Regions from separate parts of the Zea mays genome. Here all the other regions are linked to region 1. Evidence: chromatin contacts called from public Hi-C data. All regions are on one chromosome and are shown on one strand. Each heading gives the region's core, a stretch centred on a gene start, on an enhancer-like site or on the middle of the called end of the contact. The rest is flanking DNA. Distances are from core to core; before and after follow the strand shown. Region 1 holds the start of LOC100281395. Region 2 holds the start of LOC103646774 (pumilio homolog 3). Region 3 holds the start of LOC103646778.

Region 1 (4,881 bases), core at 1,353-3,852:
ACAATCAAGTTCATGATCTTGTGGCTCGAGGCTGATAGCTTTTCTCTTCTGCATCCTGGCCTCCGAAAGGATAGCTTCGTCTCCTTGGTTGGTGTCCAAGGGCGTGAGGACAGCACCGGTTGCCATTGTATTTTTTGACGACATGATGAAGCTTCTTGTGGTCATTGTTAGTTCATCGGAGGTGGGCGCCAATGTTGGTCACTTTCTTTTGATTACTTCATGGTATAAAAAACAATGCAACACAAGTTAGAAGATGATGACCTTTTTCCTTTGGTTACCTCCTCTTCGAGAGGTAAACCAAAGGGAGGAGGTAAAAAGGAGAAAAAACATATGAAGCAATAGTGTATGGCAATGCAAAGAAGAAAGACGAAACATGTTACTCATCTCATGTGCCTTATCACTCTTCGTTCCATCTTTCTTCATATATAATAAACATAGAAACGTACCTTCGGCTTCACACGCGAGACATCTCGAAGGTACTTCGAAGGCTAAGAGAAACCAAGCTTATGGACCTCCAAAAGGTACTTTATGCATGTCACTGTTCACCTATTTATGACGGAGGGATATAACTTCGTGTGGACTTACATACATGTCCACGATGTCTACAAATATGGTTTTCAAATATCAACAAATATGGTTTCCAAATATTGCAGGGGTGTCATCGTATTTTTCTCTTTCTTGCTTGCCGCCCAAGTCTTCAACGCTTTCCCTTTCCATTGGTTCACGTGTGAAGCTTTTCCTGATGCCGAGGGTGGTGGCTTCGGTGCACATCTTCGTCAGGTGTGTGTTCGAGGCGAAACCCTTTACATGCTGCTTCGACTGAAGGCCGACCTCGTCTGTCCTTCATATAGCACCTGAAACATACATTCTCAAGTTAAAGGTAAAGATGATTTGAGAATCTTCGACAAAGTAGATCCCCAACACGCCACTTTGATTTTTGTTTTCTCTATACTGATTAAAATACATAATAGTGAATCGGGTTGTTCTGGAATATCTGGATCTTGTCCCATAGTAGTCTAGAGAATTTAACCTCGTATGAAAACGTAGTATATTGGTGGTCGATGTTTAAAAAGTTTAACCATATATATATATATATATATAATTTACATTTTAGAACTAGAGAGATTAGTACTTTTATCGGACAACCTCCAAAACCTACTTCAATCCTATCTTTTTAACATGGTTGAAAAAAGAGACAATACGCCGGCGGTGGCCCCCTTCACCATCCTCCATGGATACGCCACATCCTCTTCTTCTCTGGTCGCGCCAGCCAGCCTCCCACGTCGATGTGTCCATTCCTCCCTGCCCCTCGCCGTCATGGCCGATTGGCCGTCGGCTGTGATAGGAGTGGTCGTCGGTCCTAGGGTGCACCTTGTCGTCATGGCCAGCGCTCCACCTCGCCGACGAGCCTGCCACACGGCAGAACGAACAACGGTCGCACTGGCCCATGCTACCGAGGCGAAGCTAGTAGGTCTGTTTGATACAGTTCCACTTGAAGTCACTGAACCAGTCTAAATCTATCAAAATCGAATTTATTTATTTATTTATTTACTCCATCCATGCCAAATTAATATCTGTTTCAGCTCTTTATTTTTATATATTAAATACTCCATCCGTTTCAAAATATAATTCGTTTTAGACTAAACATACAAAAATTAATCAATATATGAATGTAGTTTATATATATGTCTACATTCATCATCATTTATTTGAATGTGAATAGAAAAAGGCTAGAAAAAAATATATTTTAGAACGGAGCGAGTATATAAAAATAAATTTAGATACATATATAAAATATAAATACGTAAAATGTTATACGAATCTGTTAAATTGTAAGCGAAATTTAATTGGAGTAAATGATAAAGATATGGTAGATGTTGCTTATCGTTATAACCTATCTTCTTCCCGTAGGTTCCATCTGCCCTTCCTTGGGTGGTTGTGTCGTCCTCCACAAGTCTTAGTACGTCGTCGCTTCCACACTTTGGTGTAAACAATGTAAAGTTGTAAACTAAAGGATAAAACAATGGTTTAATATGTGTTTAGTTGTAAACAACTGGCGCAGCTGAAGACAACCATTTTCACCAGCGTACTCTCTCATCCGTTAGATTCAATTCTGACGGACAGCTAGAGACAGTCATGGGATGATCTTGTTCTAACGTTTGGCTCTAAACCAAACAGAATTATTCCATCACATCATGTCATTGTAACTAAATACATCCTTAGACGACAAAATGTACGATCTAATGATATAGCATGATCCCACCCACGGTTACGAGTGCATGTCTGTGTTACTATGTATGAGCTGCGCCAAGTCCCATCATGGCAGGCCGTGCCGTCTCCTGCGCCCAACCGAGCCATGTTGTGGCGCTCATCGGCCTTGCCCCTTCCCCGCGTCCCTGCTGTGCCGTGCGCCTGGGCCTGCCATGGCCAGCCGCGCCTGCCCTCTGCGTCCACACTCCACAGCGCCTAGCCTTGTTGTTGTTTTTTTTTTGAATGAATGAATGGTATTGACACGTGGGTCCATCTCAGAGGCAAAACAAACTATTACCAAACGGCTCCTATAAGCCCGTCCCTCTCCGATCCCTCGGCCCGCGCTCTCTGCTCCCATCCCCGCCTCGTCCGTTACCATAAATCTAGCTTGGGCTCTAATCTAACCGAGGGAACAGGTGGGATATGAGGAACTCGGTGTCGGAGCGGAGCTTCCTCATCGAGAGCGACGATGACGACGATGCCGCCGTGGAGGACGGGAAGCGGCGCGGCCTTGGCGGCGGCGGCGGCGGCGACGACGACGACGACGGGTCCGACTCCTCGTCGCCGTGCGACAGCCCGCGGGTGGTGGCGGCGCGGTGCAGCCAGCCGAGTTCGTACACGCAGCAATGGCCGCAGAGCTACAGGTAGGTAACTGCTAGCCCCGCCCATCGTCGTCGTCTCTTCCGCCCCCGTGGCGGCGGACGGCACCACGTAGGAAACAGGAAGGGTGCGGCCGCCGCGCGCGTCGGCCAAACTTTTTCCCCCTTTCTCTTTCCTGGATTTAATTTAATTATTGTTATTATTATTCAGCCCGCGCCCCTCTCAAATTTTCCAGAGTTGCCTGCCGCGTGCGCGTGGCACCAGATGTTATTACTACCGGCGTCAGCCAAACCAAATGTTTACACCCCAATCAAGTGAATTCAAACTACTATAATGTCCCTAGGAGTAAGAACACTTGGATCAGCCATCAGAAAATAACATGGCTAGACTTACTGATCCACAAGGATGTGAGTACAAATTCGAGTGGAGGTGAATCTTGCGTGGTAATTCAAGGCAGTATCAATATCCAAAATGGCACTTATCTAGGACCAGAAGAATAAGCAATGCACCAAATCGTAGTGTGATTAGTATTTTTTTTCAGAGAAAATTAATGAAAAATACACTGACTACTATTTTTTTGTCTGTACTGCTGGATTGTCCTGTAGCACCGCTACACTTCGAGAGTCCCATCAAACTCGTCTCTGATGTGGTTGTATGTGGAATATCCGGGATTGCTTAGGCGTGCGAAAATGATGGGCGAAAAAAGCAGCCTGTGGTCATTCTCGGTAGGAGTCTACGGACATGTGGCTTTTTTCACTATTTTTTTAAACGCTTGGGGCTTCATTAGTCTCTGATCCCCTTGGGGCTTTTTTAAGTACTCGAAGGGGCGTGTTTCTCCTTTCAAATATAAATGAATATTTCTTTTAGAAAAAATATTATCACCCATTAGTTTCTTTATAAGGGTGGAGCTGTACAGGTAGATGTGTGGACGAGATAACACCGTTGGGACCAATGTTATTCATGTGCCATTAGTATGTGCACTTGTCTGGATGTCTCCCTCTTTGTTGGGGTCCCGGCCCAGTTGCATTTGTCTGCTGCTGCTAACGTGGCAAATTCAGTTGGTCCAATCTGCTGAACCAAGTATATTCTGCATCAAAGATCAAATCTAAGAGGAAATCATATGGAGAAATGGGAAACCTTTGAGATAAATCGACCGGAGATCGTATTGGGAGATCAGATCATTACCTTCTTCTCTAACCCAGAAGTTAATGATGTGATCTCAAATTACCACTGAGCACTTCATGTCACGTTAGATTTCCTGACAAACGCTTTAGACATTTATGCCTCAATTTGAACCTTTCTATATGCATCCCGTAACGAAAAATAGTAAGTACATTTTCTTCTTCTTCGAGCAGGCAATCCATTGACATGTACAGCAGTGTGCACTCTCCCAACCTGAGCTTCTTGGGCACGCCATCACTGAGCCGGTTGTCCAACTCGTTCCTCACAAACTCATTCCGGGGGAAGCCACCTGAGATCATCTCCAGCTTAATCAAGCCATTACTGCCGACAAGCATTGCTTCCGCCAGCGATGACCAGCAGCAGCAGCAGCATGAGGACGTCCGGAAGAGCTCCCATTACCTGCCACCATCACGCAAGGCGTCGTCGCTGCAGAGGATCCCCGAGGACCAGAGACCTATGGTTGGGGGCCATGAGGTGGGTCCCTACCGGCAGTGCTCCTATACCCAAGGGGTCATGAACGGTAAGTAGTTTCACAAACTTTGTTGGTTTCAGTTTTAAATTTATGAGCAATGCATGGTTGTTAAGATTTAAAGTGAGTCTACATAGACAGGAACAAGCTATTTAAGCTACGTAATAGAGTTTGTATCATAGAGAACGTGAAACTTTCTCCTTTCACTATTTAAGCTACTTAATAGAGTTATCAATCTTAACTTGTACTACTTTCATTTATGTAAGACAAATCTTCAGCTCCGTTACTTGCCTGTCATATGCAGGAGTGAATGTCTTATGTGGTGTGGGGATCCTGTCAACACCTTATGCTGTCAAGCAGGGTGGCTGGCTTGGACTGGT
Region 2 (4,881 bases), core at 1,495-3,994, 190 kb after region 1:
CGTCATCCGTCCGCTTGGGGTTGGTGTGTTGCGGGGAAACGACGCTCGTCTTCGTCTCAGACGTGAGGTCAACGCCCGACGTGTCCCCCGCTGGGGCGCCGGCGTCGTCGACTCGCTCGACAGCCAGCGAGGTGTCGCCTCCTGCTTGGCCATGGTTGCCCCGCCTCCTCCTCCTGCGGCGGGGAAGGTGACGGGACAGACCCGGATGCTGCTCTTCCGCCATGGGGGGAAGACGTCGTCGATTCCGACATCGTCGGGCGGGCTGATGGCCGCCGTTGTCGCTGTCGCGCGGCAGAGGAAGGAGTACCATGTCGTAGCTACCGTCGAGGGACACGAACTTGAGACTCCCGAAACGGAGCAGCGTCCCGGGCTGGAGAGGTTGCTGGAGACTACCCATCTGGAGCTTGACGGGAAGCTGTTCGTCAACACGCAGCAGGCCCCTACCTGGCGTGCCAACTATCGGCGTTTCGACCCCGGGGGGTCCCTGGACCGACGAGTAAATTGTCGCTGCGTGCCCCAGCCCAGATGGGTCGGCGCGAGACGGAACACAAAGAGGGGAAAACCGCAGCTTCGTTTTGTCCTGTGCCTAGGGTGGATGCGCTTGCAGTAGGGGGTTACAAGCGTTCGCGAGGAAGAGAGAGCCTGTTCGTCAGCCCGTCCTCCCGCGCGGCCACCTCCTCGTACGAGGGCCCTGGACCTTCCTTTTTATAGATGTAAGGAGAGGGTCTAGGTGTACAATGGGGTGTAGCAATATGCTAACGTGTCCGGCAGAGAGGAGCCAGAGCCCTATGTACATGCCGACGTGGCTCTCGGAGAGGTGCTAGTGCCCTGTGCATGTGATGTCGTGGCCGTCGGAGGAGCGCTTGAGCCCTATAGAAGCACAGCTGTCGGGACATTGCTGACGTCTCCTTGCTTCCGTAGGAGGCTGAGAACCGCCATCGTCATAGGAGCACGCGGGGTGCCATCATTACTTGTTTACCGGGGAAAGCCAGATGGGACGCCGGTCTTGTTCCCCGTAGCCTGAGCTAGCTAGGGGTAGGGTAATGATGTACCCCCTGTGGCGTGGTCGGTCCGAGCCCAAGGTCGGGCGAGGCGGTGACTCCTCCGAGGTCGAGGTTGAGGCCGAGCCCTGGGGTCGGGCGAGGCGGAGACCGTCTTCCGAGGTCGAGGTTGAGGCCGAGCCCTGGGGGCGGGCGAGGCGGAGACCGTCTTCCGAGGTCGAGGTTGAGGCCGAGCCTTGGGGTCGGGCGAGGCGGAGCTTCCTATGGCGCCTGAGGCTAGACTCGACTGCTGTCAGCCTCACCCTGGCGGGTGGCACATCAGTCGGAGCAGGGCAGGCGGCGCTGTTTTCCTGTCAGGTCAGTCAGTGGAGGGGCGAAGTGACTGCGGTCACTTCGGCCCTGCCGACTGAGGAACGCGCGTCAGGATAAGGTGTCAGACGATCCTTGCATTGAATGCTCTTTTGATACGGTCGGTTGGTGAGACGATTTGGCCAAGGTTGCTTCACTGTGAAGCCTGTCCGAGCTGGGCCTCGGGCGAGTCGAGGGTGCGCCCGTTGCTTGAGGAGGCCCTCGGGCGAGGCGTGAATCCGCCTGGGTCTACTGTTCCTGCCCGAGGCTAGGCTCGGGCGAGGCGAGATCGTGTCCCTTGAGTGGACGGAGCCTTGACCTGAATTGCGCCCATCAAGCTTCTGCAGCTTGTGCTGATGGTGATTACCAGCCGAGTTTAGGAGTCTTGGGGGTACCTCTAATTATAGTCCCCGACAGAACTGGTCTAAAATGGAGCATAGTCATACTAAACACGCCCATAATCCATGTGTTTGTGATACCATGATAATCCTAGGGGCTATTCGTTTCAGATTAAAGCTGACTATTTAGATTGTTGCAGATGCAATACATAGAGACAAAAATAATGTAGAAATAGTAGAAGCCGGTATGGATTAAAACAGGACAATGACTAATATGCAAGCAGTCATCAGGTGTAAGCGTGCAAACAACTTTCTTGGTCCGTCAGAACAAGATCCAACCGTATATGTAATCGTGGTTTGTTAGGGAGCTTTTTTATAAAGCTAACGAGGTGGTGGTGAGAGAATTTAAATGCTAAATATGTTATACGGTTAAATCTAGATTTAGGGCTATACTGGGAACCCTATTTTTCCAAGGCAATTCTATTTTCCCAAGTAAAATTAGTTCATTTTCACTTACGGGGCGTTTGGATCCCTTCATTTTAGAGGAATTGGAATTCACTCAATAAAGTAACTTATTTAGTTTGGAATTTGACATTCCACCACTTTCCAAAGTTAAGATATAAGCCTATCTCAAATTTATGGGGTGAAGGATGAGAAATAATTTTATGCATTAGTAGAATTTGTTTCTACACTATAACTTAAATAACACTCTTCGTCTCACTTTTCCATAGTAAAAATGTAGCACATAAATATCTCCAACATTTTGCTAATAATAGTATATAAATATATTTTGCATAAAATTGAATTACTATTATTGGAATGAAATTCAATTACAATGATTCAAGCAGGGCGTTAGAAAAATAGAAATTACTCTCTTAGGGCTTGTTTGGGAACCCCAATTTTCCAAGGGATTTTTATTTTTCTATGGGAAAATGAACTAATTTCCCTTGGGAAAATAGAAATCCCTTGAGAAATTGGGGTTCCCAAACTAGCCCTTAACGTGAAAAAAAACATGCTTGTATATCTAATAGCTGATTTCTATTCCCTCGCGGCACCGGCCGCTCCAAACCAAACCCAAGATGAGACCAAAACCCCGAAAACCCAAACCCTAGAGCTAAAGGCGCCGCCACCCAACCCACTGGCCACTGCACCCCACCCTACCCCACCCCACACGGGCACCCGCGTGCCAATTTGTTGCCCGCGCCACCTTCGGGTGGTTTCGTTCAAACCCAACCTATTTTTTCGCGAACGCGCGCGTGCGGCGTTACGAGAGGAGGCGGAGAAGATGGCTCCGTTCGGCGACGGCGGCTGGGGTGGCGACGGAGGGGAGGCGCTGCTGGGGCGGGACCCGCTGCGCAGTGGCAGCGCGCCGCCGACGATGGAGGCCGGCGCGGAGGCAGCGGTGGCGGCGGAGAGGGTGTTTGGCAGCGTTGGTGGCGGCGCCTCGTTCTTCTCCGGTATCGACGGGCGCGGGTTGGGCGCGAGGATGGACGAGGTCACCATGCGCCACGGTGCTGCCGGAGTTCAGGTAAGGGGTGTTGCTGCTCTTGAGCTCATCGATGGTTTTGGTTTGGTGGATGTAGTTTGGATCGGTAAGATTGGGGTTTGCCATTGCCATTGTTCCGTCGACGGGCCTCTCAATATTAATTCGATGTTCTTGTGTTTTGATGGTTGGGTTGGGATTCGTATTTTGGCCTTTTATTAAATACTAGATGATTAAAGTTTCCATGTGCAACGAAGTGGAGAAACGTCAAACTTACCATCTTTAGTTTTGTTTGGTTTCCAATGCTAAACATTAGTGTTTCATGAGTGTCATTCTGTAGGTTCAGGCGTTTACGTTTGTCTTTTGTAGATTAGATGGATGCTTGGATATCAGGTCGGACTCGTTGTTATCTTCCAAATATAGCATGCGATCTGTGTGATTTTGCTCAGAAGATTTGGATTTGCCACAGATACTTATTTACGCACAAATCATCATAAGTATAGGGGTATATATATCGGGAGCCGTCTACTGCTAAAGTGCTAATGATGTTTGCTGTTATCTAGTTCTCGCCGGTACTTAGGAACTACATTTTCTGTGTTCATTCGCCATATCCCATCAGATAGGATGGTTTGTTTGGAGGACTCACCAAGATACATAATTTGAGGGAAAAATTCTCTTCCTTTATCCCATGTTGCACATTATCATCTATTTAGACAATTATGGTTCTTAAAATCTGGTTTTATTCTGGCAGATGTCTTTTTCTATCTTTATTTTTAGAGAGATTATCTACATACCAAATTTAATTGGACGATTAGCTTTAATCCATATTTGCTTAGAACTGAACTTTCTGTTCTACTACATGCAACTTTTCTTCAGGGGCGGAGCTTGGAACATTACAATGATGGTGCTTAATATATGCCATCTCCATCTCAGGGGCGGAGCTTGGAACATTAATAATGCATTTCCTTCCAACAGTTGGCAAAAAAAGATGGTGCTTAATAACGAAATATTAGATATAAACCATACTTTAGGGATGTTAATCAGGGTAATGTACATGTAGGGTTAAAAAGGGTAACATGGGCAGCGGCTGTGGGGTTGGGTTTTTTGCAGCCCTCGCAGCACCTGCCATGTATCCTGTCCTTAGTTCTGCTCCTGCTATTCACTGTTATGTTTGCATGCTTAATGATTTAATGTGTACCATTTTTTGTAATCCTCTTATCTTTAACATTGTTCCAAAATTCTTTTGTTTAACTTTGATATTTTCTTTTTTTGCCAACTGTTGGAAGGAAATGCATTATTATTGTTTGCCTAATATGCTCCATAGAAGGGACAAAGAATTTTCTTCTATAGCTTTTTTTTTCATTATGTGTTCATTCCAAATAATTTTAGGCTTTGTATTTTTGCTTCAGGAACATTTTGGCAATTCTGCATCTTTATCTGTTAGACCACATGGCCAACAGTTTAATGGTACAGGAGACTTGGATGAACAGCAGTTTGGACTGAGCAGAGTTCATAGTGGTGGTGTTATGGCAAACTACTCTGCATCTGACATGGGTCCCCTTTGGACAGATATGAATCCAGACAATGTTGACTATTGCAGAAATATCCAGAATCGCTCCATGTCAAACATTGGAAAGATGAATGCTTATGGCAATAGGGATCTTAGTGCTTCCTACATGTTTGATTCTAATCTTTTAGATGCTTTATCTGG
Region 3 (4,881 bases), core at 820-3,319, 170 kb before region 1:
GGAACTACACTGATGTGTTACTTTCCGTGGACTCCTCCCTTGAAATGATTTTGGTGTTGTTTATCGAAGTAACCAAGCAACATCTATCATCTTCGTTGGATCAAAAGGGCATACCACTTTCATGTGTGGTCTCATTTCTTTTGATCTTGGTAGTGACTACTCATACAAGTTCCCTTTACGTCCTTTGTGTAAAGGTGAAGCCTTGGAGCTTTTTAGTGTTGGAAAACAACAGATTAGCTCTCAAAATAGAGATCTGTTTCCCCTGCTGCTGAGATGCAGGAGTTTGTTCATTCGCTCTCTTATTTAATCCATGTATTCCCTAACCAAGTCAGTTCATCTCGCCTAAAGAAATGGACGAACAACCTGACCAAATGGATTTCTACCCAAATGCATGACCTTTTGCTAGTAAATGTGAACTCTCAACCCTTGGCTTACCGATGGTACTGAGAGAACTTACCCAATGTCAATGGTAGTTCAACAAGTTGGTTTTATTAACTTATAACTGCCCAATAAACAAAGGTTGAGTTTAGAGATCGTTTTGTCGAGTTGTCTAAACTCACTTTTGTACAACCTCTCGTAAGGAAGAGTGTATAAGAATCGAGAGTAAGTCGGCCAGTAACCCCTAATCATCATTCTAGTCACGCCTCGATCGCCTCACATGTGCTTTTCCAGCATGTGTGATCAAGTCGAGCCATGCTAAGTATTTGATGAAATGGGTTGGTCGCGAAGTCAACATCAATGGATCTCTTCATTGATATTTTCTTGAATCTCTATCATCTTTTATGGACTTGGATTCTCTGGCTAACACGAGTTAACCATGATGTTGTTCGACATCCGCACTCGTCTCGTGTGCTACGAACTTACTGTGGCCGCTTGTTGGTAAACCTCTTTCTGTGTGTTTTACCCAAGATGGTGCATCTGATTCTATTTGGGTAAAGTCGCATATTTACCGCTCGCCCAACAGACTCGGATAGTACAGTTTCATCAGAAAAAGCAAACTGCACACATGGAACCTTATGTGTTCCTCTGGCAGACATCGTTTCTATTAGTGGACATCTCTAAATTAGCTTAAGGCAATACATGTTATGTCCACTAGAGAAACGACATCCTGAGACACTCATCTTTGCTTGGAGTTGTCTTATGATTATCGCTGATATGAACAGGGTTACATGCTTCTCTACTCTTAAAAGTCTTTCGCTCCGAATCTCGGGACGAGATTCTTTTAAGGGTGAGGGCTATAACACCCCGGGTGTTTATATTCCGCTCGACAACGAGTATGGATTTAAGCACGTAATATCAGTGGATAAAACGGATACTAAAATTTTAATCATCTTCGCCTATCGTGGTTTTTATATTGCATCTGTTTCATTTATCACGAGTTCGATATCGTTTTTATTTATCCGGGCTCTTCCTAATTTTTGTGATGTTCGGAACATCGTTGTTCCAAAAATCTGTGCGTCCAGTGATTATTTAAATTCATCACTTGCGTGAATACGAATTCGGAAGCCCAACTCACTCGGATGATTTTGTCCCGGACAAATTAATTTGAACTCGACAACTAAAATGTTTGGGGTAAAATAATTCGAATCGCGCGAAATCGTGCGCAAGGTTACGATCCCATTCATTCTTCAGCACGTTATTTTGGCGACAAAATCGCGTATACAATAGCAGATATGGTTTCGGCTAATTTTAGTCGAATGACGTAGAGCATATTAACGAAGCCAAAATCCGTTTAATTCGGTCTGTTTCTTCTCGCCTCAATCAAAAAGGTGAATCAACGGTACAAATTCATCCGACTTTAGGGTATTCGCCAAATCGAATCGTGTCCAATTATTATTATCGATCTCGTTTGATTCGACCCATTACCCATCGCTAAAAATCTTGATTTGAAATATCTGTAATTTTCTTTACTAAAAGCAAATAAAAAAATAAAAAAATATATAAAAATCTGAAAAGGAGAAAATATCTTTCTAACCGCCGTCGTGCTGATTTTTCGCGCCGTGGGATTTTTCTCTCCTCCTTCCGTCGTTATCTCTCTCTCTTGCTGATTTTTTTTTCAGCCGCCGTCTCTCTTCCTTATCCCTTACGCGCGGCCTTCTTCTTCAGCCAACCGCGCAGCTTCCTCACGCTCCTCCCAGCCGCGCTGAGATCCTCATGGCGCGCCCCTCCCTGCTCTCAGCTCGGCTTCTGCTTCTCCTCCCCTCCTTGCACGGCTATCTCCCTCATCCATTGGCGGCGCTGCTCTCTCTCTCTCTCTCTCTGGTGCTCAGCTCTCCACCGCGCCCTGCCCTCTGCTCGCTCCTCTCTGCCGGCGCCCAAGCCCCATGCTCGACCGCGCTCTCCCCTGCCTATCCGAGTTCGCTGCTCCCCATGGCCACCGCGGCGGCTCCCTGCTCGGCCACTCATTTTCCTGTGCTCAATCTCCAGCTCGGCTACTCGGCGCCCATCTCCCTGGCCGCGCCCTGCTCGGTTGCTGCTCGCCGGAGTTCCAGCCATGGCCGCCGAGCTTGGTCCCTGCTCCTCCCTGCGCGCACCCCGGCCCTGCTCGGATCCTCGCCGTCGATTCCGTCTGAACTCCCTCCACCCTGCTCTAGTAGTTAGTATCATCATTCTATGTTTATGATCGGTAAATGTCGTAGCCAACTAATGTGTTATATAAATTAATCTGGAAAATAGTTTAGAAGGTTAATAAAAGTTCGTCTATAATTTTATAAACATCAGGTGTCTCAGGATCGTAAAGCTAAAATTGTAAGTCAATTAGTATACTCTCTAAACCAGGCATGAATATGTGCTGGTCGATTTTGCGATTTGAATGGATGTTGATTGCTACTTCGAATATTTAGGATCAAGTAACATCCATATAATTGTTTCAACCAGAATCTAGGATCTGCCTGATAAATAATGCGTATAAACATTTTAGGTCTTTTATTTCTAAAATTGTAATTTGATATATATATGTATATGGAGTTTGTGTATGGTTTGATGGTTCCATGATATTTGGGGTTGATCCGGTTAAGCTAGGGGAGTGTGACCGTTGCGCTTAATGAGTTGTAGGTACCTAGTATGAATAGTTAGATGTTTCGTAATGTTTGCGTTAGATTCGGTTAATCTAGAGAAGTGTAATTATTGCGCGTAGTCGTATATCGATAACTAGTATTTCCGTATGAACTTGTACAACGTCTCGCCACTAGGTGTTTTATTCGCTATCGCTTAGCACTATTTAGGTTTGTAATATTCATGCCTATATGCATTCATGTGCATAATGCATGTCATTCAGGTACGTGAATTAACCACGTGATGCGGAGAACCAGAGATGAGTCGACCACAAGAGGATGGAAAGTGTGGGCTTCTCCACAAGATGGTGTTGATAAACGAACCTGAAGATGGATAATCTAAACGAGTGCCAAGACAAAGGATGGTCGTCAAGTGATCGACATCTAACAAACACTAACGTAGTGTTTATCCCAGGCAAGCCCCGGTGCATGCAACCCCTTTCCTTGTGTTTTAAATGATTTTTACACACTTTAAGTCTAGTGAAATGTGCATTAGGTTTATAGTAGTTGCTTGGAAACCCTTTGATGCATTGGCTACCTTGAAATCCATTCCTGTTATAGATACTTCTGGTGAAGTATCAAATATGATTTACAAAATTGCTTAGCCTTGCGTAGAGGTAAATCTTGTGGCTAGAGGTTGTCCTTTGCATTAATGTCTAGCTCAGGGGTTATCCTGAGGAAGGATGACTTCTACCTGCAAGAATATTTTCATTGGGAGCATGGTGGGATCATACTGCAAAGTTCCCTTTAATGCTCTTTTCATCCTAAGGAATACAAACAATCCTAAGGATGGAAGTACTTAAATCAGGACTTGGGCTAGGAACAGGTGATGTTCTACCTAGGTTTATTAAGGATTATATTGAATGTAGGCTTGCTGATCGAGGGCCTTTTAACTGGTCACATGCCTCATCATGGGTAAGCTTTGCCTCGGGCAGACTAATACCAGAATAAGATAGCACGCAATGGGAGTGGAGAGATGGCGAGAGTAGCGTGTACCCTCCGTGGCAAGAGGCTGGACGGTGGTGTATCTATGCTCTCGGTTGGCGTGAACCTGATCTAGTCTTAAGAACCCCGATGGCGAGTTGACATATGCAAGGGTTAAGTGCTACATATGTCGTGTGATTGGAGATCCCCAGCTGGGTATTAATCGATTCGGATCGCCGTTACTTCTCGGACATGAAGACTTGGTCACTGCCCTGCAATCTAAGTCATGGATGGAATCTTAATGAGCAAAAATCATGTTGGATTGATTAATGTGATGGTGAAATTAGACTAGATGCAAACAAGGTCTATTAATACTTAATCTAGCATTAAAATGTTGAAAGTAAGGACTCACTTTAGTAAGCTATTTCTGCAAAAGTATCTAAGTTGATTCTTGCTAAAGCCTTTTCCTTGATTCCTATTTAACCAACATATCCTTGAGAGTCTTTTCTTTAGTCGGGTAAGTCTTGCTGAGTACTTGCGTACTTAAGGTTTTACCCATTGTTGCTGCAGGTCACGAGTCATTTTGATTGTGATTGGTGTTAAGCGTCGGTGGGCACGACCTTCTTATAAGTCTAAGTACTTCTTCTATACTTCTTATTGAGGATTGTCACTTAAGCTAGCATATATTTCAAACTTATAAATAATTTTATAACATTTCAAAGTTTATTACTTTGAATCACTTTGTAACTACTCCGATAAATATAATGTAAATATGTTGAAACTTGTAACTTTTTGTAATAAAGATATTCCGCTGCAAAATGTTGGTGTGTGATTTGTGTTTACTTAATCTTGTGATCTTGGTTGTAAGTGGTTTATCCGAGGTCCTTGGGGCACTCGGACAGAT

Evidence for each region. A called contact is a pair of places that touch in the nucleus more often than the background predicts.
Region 2: a Hi-C map of endosperm shows a contact between it and region 1, with 3 times the contacts expected there. The contact joins the promoter of LOC103646774 here to the promoter of LOC100281395 in region 1. A contact is called at or near these places in 7 of 25 Hi-C or Micro-C datasets (bundle sheath, ear, endosperm and 2 more).
Region 3: a contact with region 1 is called in a Hi-C map of ear, with 1.8 times the contacts expected there. The contact joins the promoter of LOC103646778 here to the promoter of LOC100281395 in region 1. A contact is called at or near these places in 2 of 25 Hi-C or Micro-C datasets (ear and leaf).

Annotation. Positions count from the first base shown.
Region 1 is chr2:104,934,127-104,939,007 of Zm-B73-REFERENCE-NAM-5.0, reverse strand. It overlaps LOC100281395, which reads left to right and starts at 2,602. Exons shown (of 12, transcript NM_001368003.1): 1 at 2,602-2,894; 2 at 4,206-4,552; 3 at 4,806-4,881. The coding sequence starts at 2,674.
Region 2 is chr2:104,743,608-104,748,488 of Zm-B73-REFERENCE-NAM-5.0, reverse strand. LOC103646774 (pumilio homolog 3) reads left to right here and starts at 2,744. Exons shown (of 9, transcript XM_008671440.4): 1 at 2,744-3,215; 2 at 4,580-4,881. The coding sequence starts at 2,973.
Region 3 is chr2:105,100,404-105,105,284 of Zm-B73-REFERENCE-NAM-5.0, reverse strand. LOC103646778 reads left to right here and starts at 2,069. Exons shown (of 2, transcript XM_008671443.3): 1 at 2,069-2,567; 2 at 3,278-3,834. The coding sequence starts at 2,155. The coding sequence ends at 3,290.